Regions from separate parts of the Mus musculus genome. Here regions 1 and 3 are each linked to region 2. Evidence: chromatin contacts called from public ChIA-PET and HiChIP or PLAC-seq data. All regions are on one chromosome and are shown on one strand. Each heading gives the region's core, a stretch centred on a gene start, on an enhancer-like site or on the middle of the called end of the contact. The rest is flanking DNA. Distances are from core to core; before and after follow the strand shown. Region 1 has its middle 49 kb from the start of Gm36520. Region 2 has its middle 50 kb from the start of Gm36603. Region 3 has its middle 15 kb from the start of Gm36443.

Region 1 (4,524 bases), core at 1,105-3,604, 160 kb before region 2:
GGACAGCCAGGGCTACATGGAGAAACCCTGTTTGGAAAAACCAAACCAGAACATACAAAGAAAAATCCCCAAGCAGACAAAAATAAAAACTTCCACTCACGGAGTATTGATGGTGTAACACAGCCTAGGAGACATTGAACCTGAGAATGTTTTTTTGTTTGTTTTCTATGATTTTTTTTTTTTAATGAGAGGTAACTTTGCAGAGGCCCTTCATTAGAAAAGGTCAAGAAAGCAGATAGATTTTACACAGCCTCAAGCAAGAACATCCCGCAGCAAGAACAGAGCATTTTCATGAAGAAATTTAAGGTTATGTCTGGTTAATTTAGTGAGTTCTTCTCTTTAAAAAATGAAAAATAAATAAATAAATAAATAGATAGATAGATAAATAAATAAATAAGGGGCTTAAAGTTTTGTGGTAGCAATGCCCAAAGGGATGGGTTCAGTCTCCAGTACCACATGAAAATTAAAACTTAAAACAAAGACATCAATACAGTCCACGTCGTACATCAGAAGCACATGGCTAAAGTGGTAACAGTTGACCCTGTCCTGCTAAATCACATTTGTGAAAGACTCTTGTGCATATGGGGTCGCTGCTTCATATGGCCAACTCTCCTTACTAACATTACCGCTCAAGGACTCTTTGTAGGGATGTGCTTCTGTCTCTCTGTCTCTGTCTCTGTCTCTGTCTCTGTCTCTCTCTCTCTCTCTCTCTCTCTCTCTCTCTCTCACACACACACACACACACACACACACACCACCCCCAGATGCTCCATAAGAACTGCTTTTGCGTAGGGTAGGTGGAATGAGAAAATATGGGGACTTTGTGGGTTTCTTCTGAGGGCCCCCTGTGGGAGTCACCTGTGGGTTTCTCCTGTGGGGATCCCTTCTGAAGCCCTCCTGGGTGGAGTTCTTTTTAGGGTCCCCTATGAGGGTTCCCTGTGTGGATCTCTTGTTAGGGTCCCCTGTGGAGGTCCCCTGTTTGGCTCTCCTGTGAGGGTCCCTTGTATGTGGGGGTCCCCTTTGTGGATCAACTGTGAGCCCCTGTGAGGGTTCCGTGTAAGGATATCCTGTCAGGGTCTGCTGTGTAGATCTCCTGTGAGGGTCTGCTTTGTGGATCCCTTGTGAGGGTCCCCTGGGAGTGTCTCCTGTGTATATCCTGTGAGGGTGTTCTGTGAGAATCCACTGGGAGGGTCTCTTGTGTATATCCTGTGAGGGTGTTCTGTGAGAATCCACTGGGAGGGTCCTATATGAGGAGCTTCTCTGGAGTTGAGGTGGAAATGTTTGCTTGGCTCCGGCAGAACCTGGCTGGTAGCAGTGGGAGATATTTCATAATATGATGGTGATGCCACCTCGTTCTTTTCATCTTCAAAGTACCTTACAAACAGTAATTAATTCCTATAATACTCATGAGGTAAGTAAGTAAACACCATTATCCCATTTTATAGATAGAGAAACTGAGGTGAAGTAGCCAAGAAAATGGCCCAAGGCCAGAAAGAGACAATCTTAGAGAAAGATCAGAGGGAGACACTCCTGCTGTCTGCTACCCCCCTTTGGCTCACACCACCTGAGACTCTATCAGGACAAAGTCGCCACAGAGCTGTAGGTAGCCAGAGACCCAGGAAGGGCAGGGTCTCCCAGCAGCTCCACTTGGGTCTCCCTGCCCTGAGAAATAAATGCTGCTATTCACCCAGTGGGCAGCGTGTGGTCATTCACTTCAAGATCCCTTGCAAAATAACAACAAAAAACCCATTGAGGCTCCTTTCTCCTCGGACCACGTATTTCCTGAGCCTTTCCTTGAAATCAAGGGATGCATCGCGCATCCACGCCCTCAGGAAGCAAGAGAACCCTACCCGCCCTTCAGTTCTTGGGAAGTTATTCAGAAGTGAGACCGCAGAGCAGGCCACAATGCCGGCCTTTCTCCTCCGGGTCCCTGGCCCAGCTTCCTCACTAGACAGCTAATAGCCATCTGGCTGCACCGCACTGATCGGCTGCTTCCTCTTCGTGGGCCTCCCGACTCCCCGCGCTCGGGGTGGACGCATCTCAAGTAGCTCGCAATTAGGCTGAAACGTTATATTAATGCTGACAGAGGCCGCAGAGAGGAAACATGAGTTGAAATGAAACAAAAATGGCTAGCTGAGGGAAGGAACCCAGTCCCTGGGAAGTGAAAGCCACTAACCAAAGGTTCCACACTACTCCAGACCTGAATTTCACCCAGACTGCCCAGACAGACAGCAGTCTGAGACGCTTCGTGGACCACAGTTCGCGACGCTTCGTGGACACAGTCTGCGATGCTTCATGCGCCTAATCACGAGCCTTCATCACACTCGGCTCAAAACACTGCCACTTACCCACACTGCACTGCCTCTCTCCTTCCTTTAACAGCCCAAAGCTATCTGCTGCCACCCACTTCACACTACTATCAAGTCTTGAAGCTTATGCGTTATCTAGATTCCCCTGGTATCAGGACTTGGCTCCTACTAAAAACTGAAGGCCTTTGAAGTGCTGGGGCCAAACTGTGCCTGTAGTATGTCAAGTCAGTCACTGTGTTTTCTTGAAACCTTTGTTCCACACCGGCCTCTGTTTGGCTGCATGTTCCCGGCAGAGCTACAGGAAAAAAAAAGTAGAACTTGCCCTCTGCAGTCTCTTTGATTCTCCTGTGAGACCACTTGGGGACATCCAGACAGTCTTTTGGGACAGTCTTGACCCAGAGCACTGAAGAGAGGCACCAGGAAGCAGTATGGTGGATAGGCAGACTATCAGCCTCAACCTGGCCCCAGTGGGCCTTGCCCACAAAGGCCCTTGTCTCCTGGGTCTTGAGGCAGCTAATTGGTGATGGCCGCCATGACAATACATCTGTCTCAGGCCCTTCTTGAGTACTGAGGAGATAACCGAGTCCACTGGAGCACAGGTGCGCATGGTTTACGGTGGCCTTCCAATGAGTATGCTCTTCCTCTAGCTTCAGCCTGGATGGAGGAAGACGCCCCTCAAACTGGAAAGACCCCCATATGGAATCAATCTAGCATCAGAAGAACCGTCACCATCCCATGCCAGCGCAAAATCAGAACAAGAAAGAAATGGGTTCCCGGGCGGGTAAATTCTCCCCTCCCCCGCATCGGAACCAGGAGAGGTGAAACCTTGGGCAGATTCCTCCTAAACAAAGCCCGCTTCCCTCCTGCTCAGAGTTCCATCAGAAGCCCCAAGGCTGGGTGTGGGCCAAGTTCAGGCATCATACAAGTCTGTTCTCTGCACAGTGACACATTCCAGGTGAACGCCGGGGAGAAGGGCTGAGCAGAGAGGCAAAACTTCTCACCACATGAAAGAGACTGTTCCGGCTTGCTGCCAGAGCGCGCAGGCTGCACAGTGACACTGCGCACCGTGCTCCAGATTCGAAAGTTCATAAATAGATCCACAGTGTTGATACTTCAGGGCCATGGTGGGTGGGAGTTGGATTTCTGTTCCTCCAACTCTGTAATTAATTTATCTAGCAACGAGGATACAGTGATGCCAGGAAGAAAGAAAATAAAAAAGCCCCTGGAGGGGCTGTCTGTGTCTTTGCAGAATGACTGGGGACTCCTGGGTTAGAGCTGCAGTTTAGACGTGAGTGAACTTTTTAAAAGTCTGTGTGAGTGTGTGGAGTCAACGGCTATGTATCAAAGGGGTCCGTGTGATGTGTGTGTCTCTTTAAACACTTACGTAATAGTCTGTCTGTACTGTGTGAAAGGACATGGCATGCACATATGTGTGATGGGACAGTATCAGGTCACACATTGTGGTATTGTGGTAGGCAGGTGCTATGATTTGCATAAAGTATATATGTTTGTGCTACATAAGCCTTGTATGGAAAGATGAGAGAATATATGTCCATGTGTTGTACTATATGTATATGTATACACACATGTATGTGTTGTGTGAACATGTATAGTGCAAGGATGTGAAATGTGAGAGGAATACCGTAAAGGCACAATTCACATATGTATCATGTGTTCATATGTGACTAAGAGTGTGAGCCATTGTATGCATAAAGCATATATGGATTGTGTGTGTGGTCTAATATTGTTGTGTATGAAGCATGTTTACATAGGTGTGTGTATATGATCTGAAGGTACAAGGTGCTGGGTGTTGTTTATAGTATGCACGAGGGTGGTGTGTCTTATCTATGGTGTGTATAAGTATGTGTGGTGTGTTATGACGGTCACGTGTGAGTGTAGTATGTTCACAGGCCAAGAAGCATGCTTGGACGCCAGGCACCTGTGCAGACAGGCCAGCCCAACTCTTTGATGTTTGGCACAGCAGCATCCTGCGCAGTCTCTGTGTCCCGCTGTTCTGCTCAGGGAGCCAGAGTCTGGGGCAGGAAGAAGGGTCAGAGAGTCACCACACCCTTGAGCCCTGGGGAAAGGTTTAAAGTTGAAAATATTTGACCAGGATGCAGACCAACAGGCTCTTTGCCCCTAGGCTGCACCTCAAAACATAGGCCTCACCTGCAGAGTTCAGAGCGGAGAGAAACAGGTTACCCACCAGTACCAG
Region 2 (4,476 bases), core at 306-2,805:
AGAACATCTCCAGCCAGGAAATACACAGCTCTTATGGTGAAATACTGGCCAAAATTGGCTAGGGAAGGAAAGAGTTTATTTCGGCTCACATGTCCGTGTCACAGCCTGTCACTGATGTACTGATGGGTTGTTTGAAGGAAAAGTCAACAATTGGTCTCTCTTCTGGCCAGTGATGTTCTTGCTACTACTGGCTTGGTTGTCCTTAGGCCTCCTGCCTTGTCTTTTCAATTTGCACATTGCTTTCTTAGCTTTTAGCTTGTGTCTGTATTTTACATTTATTTTAACATTTGTGTGTGTGTGTGTGTGTGTGCGCACATATGCGTGTGTGTTCACACATGTGCACGTGTGTGCTTTTGAATATCGGAGGACGATTTGCAGATATCAATTCTTTCCTGCCATTTAGGTCCCAAGAGTTAAACTCAAGCCATCAGACATGGCAGTGCCTTTACCCAACGACTCATTCCACCACCACCCCCAGCCCGTTATCAGTTTTTGTCAGTTTTTACTTTAACAAATATAACTGGATTTTATATTTCCATCCAAAACGACTCAGAATCTGGATAATACTTTCACACAGCCATCTAGATGATATCCTCAGCCAAGCTTTAACTTCTCTCCTTCCTCTCTGGACTCACTGACCTAAATACATCTGTGGTGTATAAACTGTTGTGTGTTGTCATGTGGCTCCTGCTCTAAATATCTGCATTGGGCTTTAGAACTGTTCGTCAGATAGGGTAAGCGTGATAGTCACCATTATGTTCTGTATTTTTTGGTTTCCTTCTTGAATCTTTTATTCTGATTTATTTTTCATTTGGCTCCAGTACTTCCTTCAGTAATGTTTTAAAAGGAAGAAATCTATAGGCAGCCTGGTCTCTGTGTCCACCCCGGCATATTAATCTGGTTGTAAAGGGGATTCAGAGCCGCCATTCTTTTTTCCTTAAAATCTATCGTTTCTTAATGACCTTTGCTGTGGAGGAAAAAAAGGAAGGCAGATTTTAATCTGATAATCTTTTTCAGTAAGAAGTAACCTCATTTTTCTAACCCGAGTCTTAGATTATGAACTTTTACAATAACCTGAAGTAAAAATATTTGCTCTAGATCAGTGTTTCCAACCTTCCTAATGCTGTGACCCTTTAATATATATAGTTCCTCGTGCCATGGTGACCATGAGACCATAAAATAATTTCTGTTGCTACTTCATAACTGAAAATTTGCTACTGTTATAAACCATAATGAAAATATTCGTAAATATGCAGTATGTCTGATATGTGACCCCCCTCACCACTGCTCTAAAAGAAACATTAATTTCTATAACAATGATTTAATTGTCTCAGAAAATGTTTTAAGATGATGTATTATACTAGATGAATAGTGACTGACTTCTACCAAGCATGTAATATGTTCATCATTTTTCCTCACTGTGACAAAATTCCCAAAAGGCACAACTTAAAGCAGGAAAGACTTGGGATCAGTGGCTAGGGGCTCAGCCTGAGGCCTCTTGCATCTGTTGTTTCTGCGCTGTGGAGAGCTAGACGGATATGACAGAGACACTGTTGAGGGCATGTGGCATGTGGCAGGGCACAACACCCTCTTCAAAGGTAACTTACCATCAACTCACTCCTTCCAACTATGTCCCATCTCCTAACTGTCCACCCTCCCCCAATGCCATCAAGTGACAACTCCCACTGATGTTAGCCCATGGGAGGCCAGAGCCCTCATGACCCAATCACTTCTACAAAGCTTTTAACACAGGGGACATGTCAGATTCAGCTCAGGACAAATCCAGCTAGTGGGTTTTGTTTGCTTGGATTTGGTTGTTTGGTTGATTGGTTGGTTGGTTTTGTTTTTTGTTTTTTAAAAGTAACAAAGCAGTAAATGTCCTTGTGGGAGTAGGTGTGGCCTTATTGGAGGAAGTGTGTCACTGTGGGTGAGCTTTGAGGTTTCAGATGCTTGCCTGAGCCAGACCCAATGACCCGATCCTTCCTGCTGCCTGCTATTCGGATGTAGAACTGTCAGCTAACTCTCCAGCACCAGGTCTGTGTGTGTGTCACCAAGCTTCCTGCCATGACCATAATGGACTACACCTCCGAACTGTCAAACAGCCCCAATTGAAGGTTTTCCTTTATCAGCATTGCTGTGGTGGTGGAGTCTCTTCACAGCCATAGAAACCCTAACTGAGTCACAATGCATGCAATCAACACAGGAAGATGTGCTAGGAACATTTATATATATATATATACTATTTTCTTCAGAGCTTACCAAAACCCTGAAAAGTTACACTACCACTTTTAGAAGTGAGAATTCTTCCCAGGGGATCCAACATTCACTTAAGAATCCACCATGAGTGAGTAAGAGGTAGGACGAGAGTTTGAGCCCAAGATGAACCGTCAGCTCCATCGCACATTCTCTCCATGGTCATGTTTGTGACATGTCTACATCTTCAAAGCGCTAGGCCCAGAGCCATGAGGGACATGAGAGACATAGGTGAATGTTACCAAGCCCCCACTCTGAAGTTGTGATCCAGGCAGCACCTATTTTACGGACTTATTTTTGGAAAGAGAAAAGTCAGCAGTTTTCTTCTTGTTTGTAACATTTAATTAGGCCAAGAATCCGTGAATCAGAAGAAAAATGTCCTAATCCAGGTGCATTTTCTACATTAGCATTTAGGGCAAATTGCCCAGAAATCCAATACTAATTTACCCCCAAGATCTCAGCCCAGAATTACTGTTGGAATTTTGGCAAGTAGACTTCCCTGAGGGGAACAGTCAAATTAAGGAGTCTTCTTGAAGAAAAGGTGTTAATGTCTTGGGCAACAGTTCAAAGCCTGGTGTTCAAAGGTGGGGAAGGGTCCCCACCCAGGCAGTACTCAGTGGCAAGTGAGGTGAGCTTGCCTGTCTCCCTCCCCCTAAGCTGCTTACAGGTGGGTTTAGTGGTGGGGTTCATTGCACAGTGGTAAGGTAGCAACCTTCACTTTGCACTCAAAGTTACAGAGGACTGTAGTTTAACTAGACTTCAAAACCATTGTAGCAGACTTGAGAAGCAAACCTTGGAGAGTCAAACTTGACTTCTCTGCTAGGTTCAATGCCAACATGGACTGGGAAGCTTAGAGAAGAACTTCTACATCTCTTTCATTCTTACTCCAGTAACCAAAGCCATGAGTTCTGCAACTGGGAGTTGCCGCAGGTCAACCAGGGCAAGAATCATGACAGGAGATGCCCTTATAAGCAATCTTTTTTTTTTTTTAGTTAAAACTTAAATATATATATATATATGTGTGTGTGTGTGTGTGTGTGTGTGTGTGTGTGTGTGAAATGGAGCAATAGCTCTGCAGTTAAGAGCATTCTCTGCTTTTCCAGAGGACCAGGGTTTGATTCCCAGAACTCACACGGTAGCTCACAACCAACTGTAACTCCAGTCCCAGGGAATCTGATGCCCTCTGATGGCCTCCAAGGGCACTGGGTATGCATGTGGTGCATAGACAAACATGCAAGCAAAATTTCATTCCCATTCAATAAATATAAGCTTCTTTACTATTACTATTCTTGTGTGTGTGTGAGAGAGAGGGATGTGTATGCCACAGTGTGTGTGCTGTAGGTCGGAGGACAGCTTTCAGGAGTCTGTTCTCTCCTACCTGTGGGTCCCAGGGATCAAATCAATTCGACAGGCATGTGCACCAAGCACCTTTATCTTATGTCCCATCTTGCTCACCCTGTAGACCGGTGTTCCTCAACCTCTCTAATGTATTAAATGTGACCTCATGTTGTGGTGACCCAACCACAAAATTATTTTTGTTGTTACCTTCTAACCGTAGTTTTGCTACTATTATGAATCGTAATGTAAATGTCTGTGTTTAACAACGGTCTTGGTCGACCCCTGTGAAAGGATCGTTCAACCCCCCCCCCCAAGAGTCTTGACCCACAGGTTGAGAACTACGATTATAGAACATTTTTCTATGTGGCATGTGTACCAGGGTTTTACAAGTCACTTAATCTTCAAACAACTCTAAGTTTATCATGTTACATTAAAAAAACAAAAAACAAAAACAAAAAACAAAACAAAACACCACCTGAGGAACACAGAAATCTAAGTGATTTACCAAAGGTTAACTGAGCACACACCAGATGCTACTGTTCACAGTGTCACAGCTGATTTGTAGGGGAAATTCCCTTCGTCATTTGGATCAGTTCTACTTGGGCTGAGTGTCTGTTTTATTAAAAGAATTAACTTACTATACTACTAGCACCCTCAAGGTTAGCCAGTGACCTTTGCAGACCCTGTGCAGATTTGAAAGGAACAACATGAATGAGGCTGAGGTAGAAATCAGCGCGAGAACATCAAGAGAAAGCTACAGCTGGACAGTTTTGCCCCAAATGCAGCCGGTGGCATTAAGAGATGAAGTCCCATCTTCTACCTGGTTAGTCAAAGATACCAAACCTGCTTACCATCCCTCTCCAGGCTACTTTAAGAAGTGGGTAT
Region 3 (4,083 bases), core at 1,115-3,614, 240 kb before region 2:
CACCAGGAAGGTGGCCATCTCCACATACATCAGCTGAAATAACATTTCCTGCCATGTTTTTCAGAGGTTGGAGTAATTATTGCATAAGTCTCTAAACCTTCCGTTCTGTGGCACCGAGGCTGGTTTAGAGTGAAGATGGCTCTCTTTAGTGAAGCGAGAGCTTCTTATGTTGGCTTCCCTCTCTTTTTGTCTCCCACGATCCCCCCCCCAGGTAAGGGCAAGTGTCGGTGTGTGAGTGTGAGTGCCTTCTCATGGCTTGCAAGCCTGGCGATGTCTCTCAATCACTGAGCTTTCTAATGCATCCTATTTTTGTATTTGTCTTAGTGTTGCTGCCAATGCTTGATGAAAAATAATTCATAAGAAAAGCAAAACAGCAGAAACCAACGGACACCATAATAAACCCGCTGCATTTAGCTTGTCCGTGGCCCCTCGGGTAGTCCTATGACTTGGTCATTACTTAACTGTATTACAAGGAAACTGTTACCAAGGCCACCCAGTTAAGTGTCCCAAATTTTTACTCCTTTTTTTGCTGCACTCCTTTTTTTTTTTTTTTTTTTTTTTTTTTTTTTTTTTTTTTGCTGAGGATACCAAAACCACCTTCAAGATGATAACGCCTGGGTCCTCCCACATTGTCTTGTTCCTTCAGAAGACAGAGGTCACTCCCACTGACAGTTCACATTTCCATCCATAGAACGTGTCTATTCTCCTTTCCAGCCAAACCATGTGCTTTAATGCTGAACAAAAGCTAAAGGAGGCTTCCACAGACTTTAATGGGTCCATGATCCCAGTGTTGGGGAGGCTGAGGCAGCGGGATTATGAATTCAAGCTCAGACTGAGCTACAAAATAAAACAAAACAACAACAGAAACAAACAACCCCCCCCCAAAGAATATACAAGGGGAAGGTAGAAAATTATTGAAAACTTGGTGTTAATAAATATTAATAAAAACATACTATTGACTTGGACTTTTTGATGTTTCTACTATTTATTAGCTTGAAAAAAATGATTCTTAAATATTTAGCTTCTCACCTGATTGTGTTATTTTATGTCCTGTTTCAATTCTTTGTTTATTGTTTGCTTTTGAGACACAGTCTTGTCTTGTAGCTATGCTGGCCTTGGACTTGGTTCTTCCTTCCTGTGCCACGCATATAAGCATACGGCACCATATCTGATGCACACAGCATCATATCTGATGCATACAGCAACATATCTGATGCATACAGCATCATATCTGATGTTGTGTCTTGCTTTGACTGGAGGGCTCATGAGTGACGCACACCAGACTCCACAGGCTGGGAGCCAACCCTGGGAAGTAGGGTCACAGTCAGTCATGACCATGGTGTATTGATGGTGTATTTGACCCAGGATCTAGGCTGAAAGCAGCCATGTAGAAGTACTGTTAACTCTCAGGAGCCTCTTGCCATCCTAGAACTGGATTAGAATGTTCTGGATAATGAAGAAGCTAGCTCGCTTCTCAGCTCCTATCAGCTGTCGTTCTGTGGGTAAGTTTAAAGGTAGACTGTCCAGTTAGCATTTATCTATACTTGGTAAAAGGTAGCTACTTGTATATTATAAATTAGTCATGAAGTTAAACTGTCATCACGGTGTTGTAAGAGCAGGCCACATGGTGCCTGCTTGGGTTGTTGTACCAGTAGAGCTGAGCCTTCACTATTCCTTATTTTTTGTGGGTGCCAATAGTTTCTCATGGCACAGTTGAGCCTGATGACTTTGTTTAGAAATTAAAAAAAAAATTCATAGTTAACTCCAGAGATATATGAGTCTCATTTTCTTCAGTATTTTTTTAAATTAAAATTTTTAAAAATTAGAATGAAATGATCTTTAAAAATAATGTGTGTGTGTGTGTGAGAGAGAGAGAGAGAGACAGAGAGAGAGAGAGAGAGAGAGAGAGAGAGAGACAGAGAGAGAGTGTGTGTGTGAATGGAGGTCAGAGGACAACTTGTGGAAGTCAGTTCTCTCCGTCCATCATGTGGATTCTAGAGATTGAACTACAGTTGTCAGGGCTGGCAGCAAGCATCTAATTAGGCATATCCCCTGTGAGCATTTCCTAGCGCTGCTTGCTTTGATAATATTAAAACCATCTGCCTTCATTGCCTACAGGTCCGGGGATTAAGGGGTAAGATATCCCAGTACAGAGACAAAGGAAGGATTTATTAAATAGTAAGGTGAGATATTTGTTGTGTATAATTCAAAATATACGTGTGTGTGTGCAGTACACACAAGGTGAAGAGCGCCAGGATGGAGGAAAACAGCCTTTGGATTTTACGAAGTCCTCTGGGAGCTCTCGTTCCAAAAGTCGAACTAGCAGCCGCCACTAGATGGTGCTAAGCAGCAGGGAGGCGCGGCTTGGCGCCTTTCGGCTCCCCTCCCCCACCGCGGAACCTGCATCGCTTGCTTGATTCCTTGCTCTGTGTGCTTGATGCTCTGAGAACGATTGTCCAGGAATGTCTAATAATAACAAAAGCCCGTTTAAACATTAGACAAACACGAGCCTAGGTGGGTAAACATCGTCAGTGGCCCTCTCCTTTGTCTGTCAGTAAAAGGAGTGAGGCTCAGTAGCCTAAAATGTAAACTGGTGGGTGAGTTTCCGAGTACTCAGTTCAGTACTAAGGAACTCTTTGAAATACGCGGATTGTCTGTTCCAGGTGAAGAGGGTGGGGGTTGGGGGCGAAGCGGTCTTGAAGGGGAGAAATTTGAATTACCTTTGGCAGCATGGCGCACGCCCGTGGGTTAGAGTTGGAGGCTGTTGGATTTGAACTTGGGAATTTATAAGAGTCGGAAACTGGAGTTGTCTGTGCAGAGCTCATAGATTGCTACTCCTAACAACAGGTGGCACCTGTGACACGAGACAAGTCTTTGCCTTTTCTTTCTGCTTAAGACCTTTTGGACTCTTTAACACAGGGTGCCTGCTCTTGCCTGAACTATCTAAATGCATCCTGTCAAACCAGGAGTCTGCTCTTCATTGCTGTTCTAGATTTCAGGCCAGGCAAAAACATGGCGTGGCGGGGTGGAGGAGGGGAGCGAAGGAAACCTTTAGGAGCAAAGTCAACTTTGTATCCACTTCCTCACTGGGGGGGAAAAAAGCATGAAGCGTTTGATTAATGTAGATACATAGATGTTCATTTAGACACAACCTGTGGGTGGGTGGGGGTGGAATCCACTAAGGTGTTTACAAATTTTAACTTCAAACTGAAGAGATTACTGTAGATGCTACTGCCAAACCAACCAGAGCAGAATTTCTTGAGATTATGTATCTATGACCCCCCCCCTTTTTTTTTCCTGCGTAGAATTAGGCTGGCGGGACACTTCCTATTGATGCCTACAGGGGACAAACTGTACTGCAGCAGTTTGCAATGGAAGATTGTTTATGTGCCATGCGATCTGAGAGGCGCGATTGTGAATGGGGGAAGCAAAGGGAATTGGAGTGTATAAATTGCCAGAAATCAGGGTAAATCATTCGGAGGAAGTGCTCAAAAACAAGACGAAAAACCCAGAGGGGTCTTCAGGAAAAGGAGACCACGGTCAGGAGCAGCAGAGACACGCATGCGTGGATGTGTTTGTTTGTTTTTTGTTTTTTCTATTTCTAGGCAACTGTAGAGGGAAGGTGAGCTGTGTTTCTGGGGGGAGGGCCAGGAGAGTGGGAACAGACTGGGGGCGAGGGGAGAGGAGGGACACGCCAAACTTAACGTCTGTAGTAAAAGTCAGAGAATTGTTCTGGTTCGTTTTCACACAGGGCCATGCTGAGTGAGCACCCAGGAGGCATCAGAGCTGGAGTCCAGTGATGCTGGGTAGAGGCACCCGGGCTGTAGGCCCGGCTCAGGAAAGGCTCATCGTGGTCACAGACTATGTTTGGGTACTGGGCTCTCTCTGTGAAACAGAAAGCTAGACTGTGCTCTCAGGAGTAGCTCTGGGCTGCTGGAGTGCTCACAATGGTGGGGTCGGTTTGGTGAAGAAATGGTTTGAACAGAGAAGCTCTGGAAAACTTCAGTCAAGTACGTATTTCTTCATAAGAGTTAGTCTAAACCTTAGCAATCTACAAGAATACTCTAGTCTTTCTAGGTCGGG

The links. ChIA-PET counts read pairs in DNA pulled down with a chosen protein or histone mark. HiChIP or PLAC-seq counts read pairs in DNA pulled down with a chosen protein or histone mark.
Region 1: a contact with region 2 is called in an H3K27ac HiChIP or PLAC-seq map of double positive thymocytes, with 5 read pairs. The contact joins two enhancer-like sites. A contact is called at or near these places in 2 of 15 datasets of contacts at CTCF or cohesin (large pre-B cells and pro-B cells), 3 of 484 Hi-C or Micro-C datasets (the P5424 cell line, double positive thymocytes and embryonic stem cells), 4 of 115 datasets of contacts at active chromatin or transcription factors (double positive thymocytes, large pre-B cells, memory CD8 T cells and 1 more) and 1 of 9 other capture datasets (embryonic stem cells).
Region 3: an RNA polymerase II ChIA-PET map of memory CD8 T cells shows a contact between it and region 2, with 105 read pairs. The contact joins two enhancer-like sites. A contact is called at or near these places in 1 of 39 promoter capture datasets (the C10 cell line), 1 of 15 datasets of contacts at CTCF or cohesin (large pre-B cells), 3 of 484 Hi-C or Micro-C datasets (the C10 cell line, bone marrow-derived macrophages and pancreatic cancer cells) and 3 of 115 datasets of contacts at active chromatin or transcription factors (the 230-238 cell line, large pre-B cells and memory CD8 T cells).

The regions. Positions count from the first base shown.
Region 1 is chr3:130,898,252-130,902,775 of GRCm38.p6, forward strand. No RefSeq gene overlaps it. Among named protein-coding and RNA genes, the nearest start is that of Gm36520, 49 kb to the left of the region's middle. Within about 2 kb of position 2,355, at least 96 of the 459 cell types and tissues checked have an H3K27ac peak or open chromatin away from gene starts, as enhancers often do. A contact at or near this core is called in the P5424 cell line, double positive thymocytes, memory CD8 T cells and 1 more, where this site is marked.
Region 2 is chr3:131,055,491-131,059,966 of GRCm38.p6, forward strand. No RefSeq gene overlaps it. Among named protein-coding and RNA genes, the nearest start is that of Gm36603, 50 kb to the right of the region's middle. Within about 2 kb of position 1,556, at least 55 of the 459 cell types and tissues checked have an H3K27ac peak or open chromatin away from gene starts, as enhancers often do. A contact at or near this core is called in the P5424 cell line, double positive thymocytes, memory CD8 T cells and 1 more, where this site is marked.
Region 3 is chr3:130,816,532-130,820,614 of GRCm38.p6, forward strand. No RefSeq gene overlaps it. Among named protein-coding and RNA genes, the nearest start is that of Gm36443, 15 kb to the left of the region's middle. Within about 2 kb of position 2,365, at least 91 of the 459 cell types and tissues checked have an H3K27ac peak or open chromatin away from gene starts, as enhancers often do. A contact at or near this core is called in memory CD8 T cells, where this site is marked.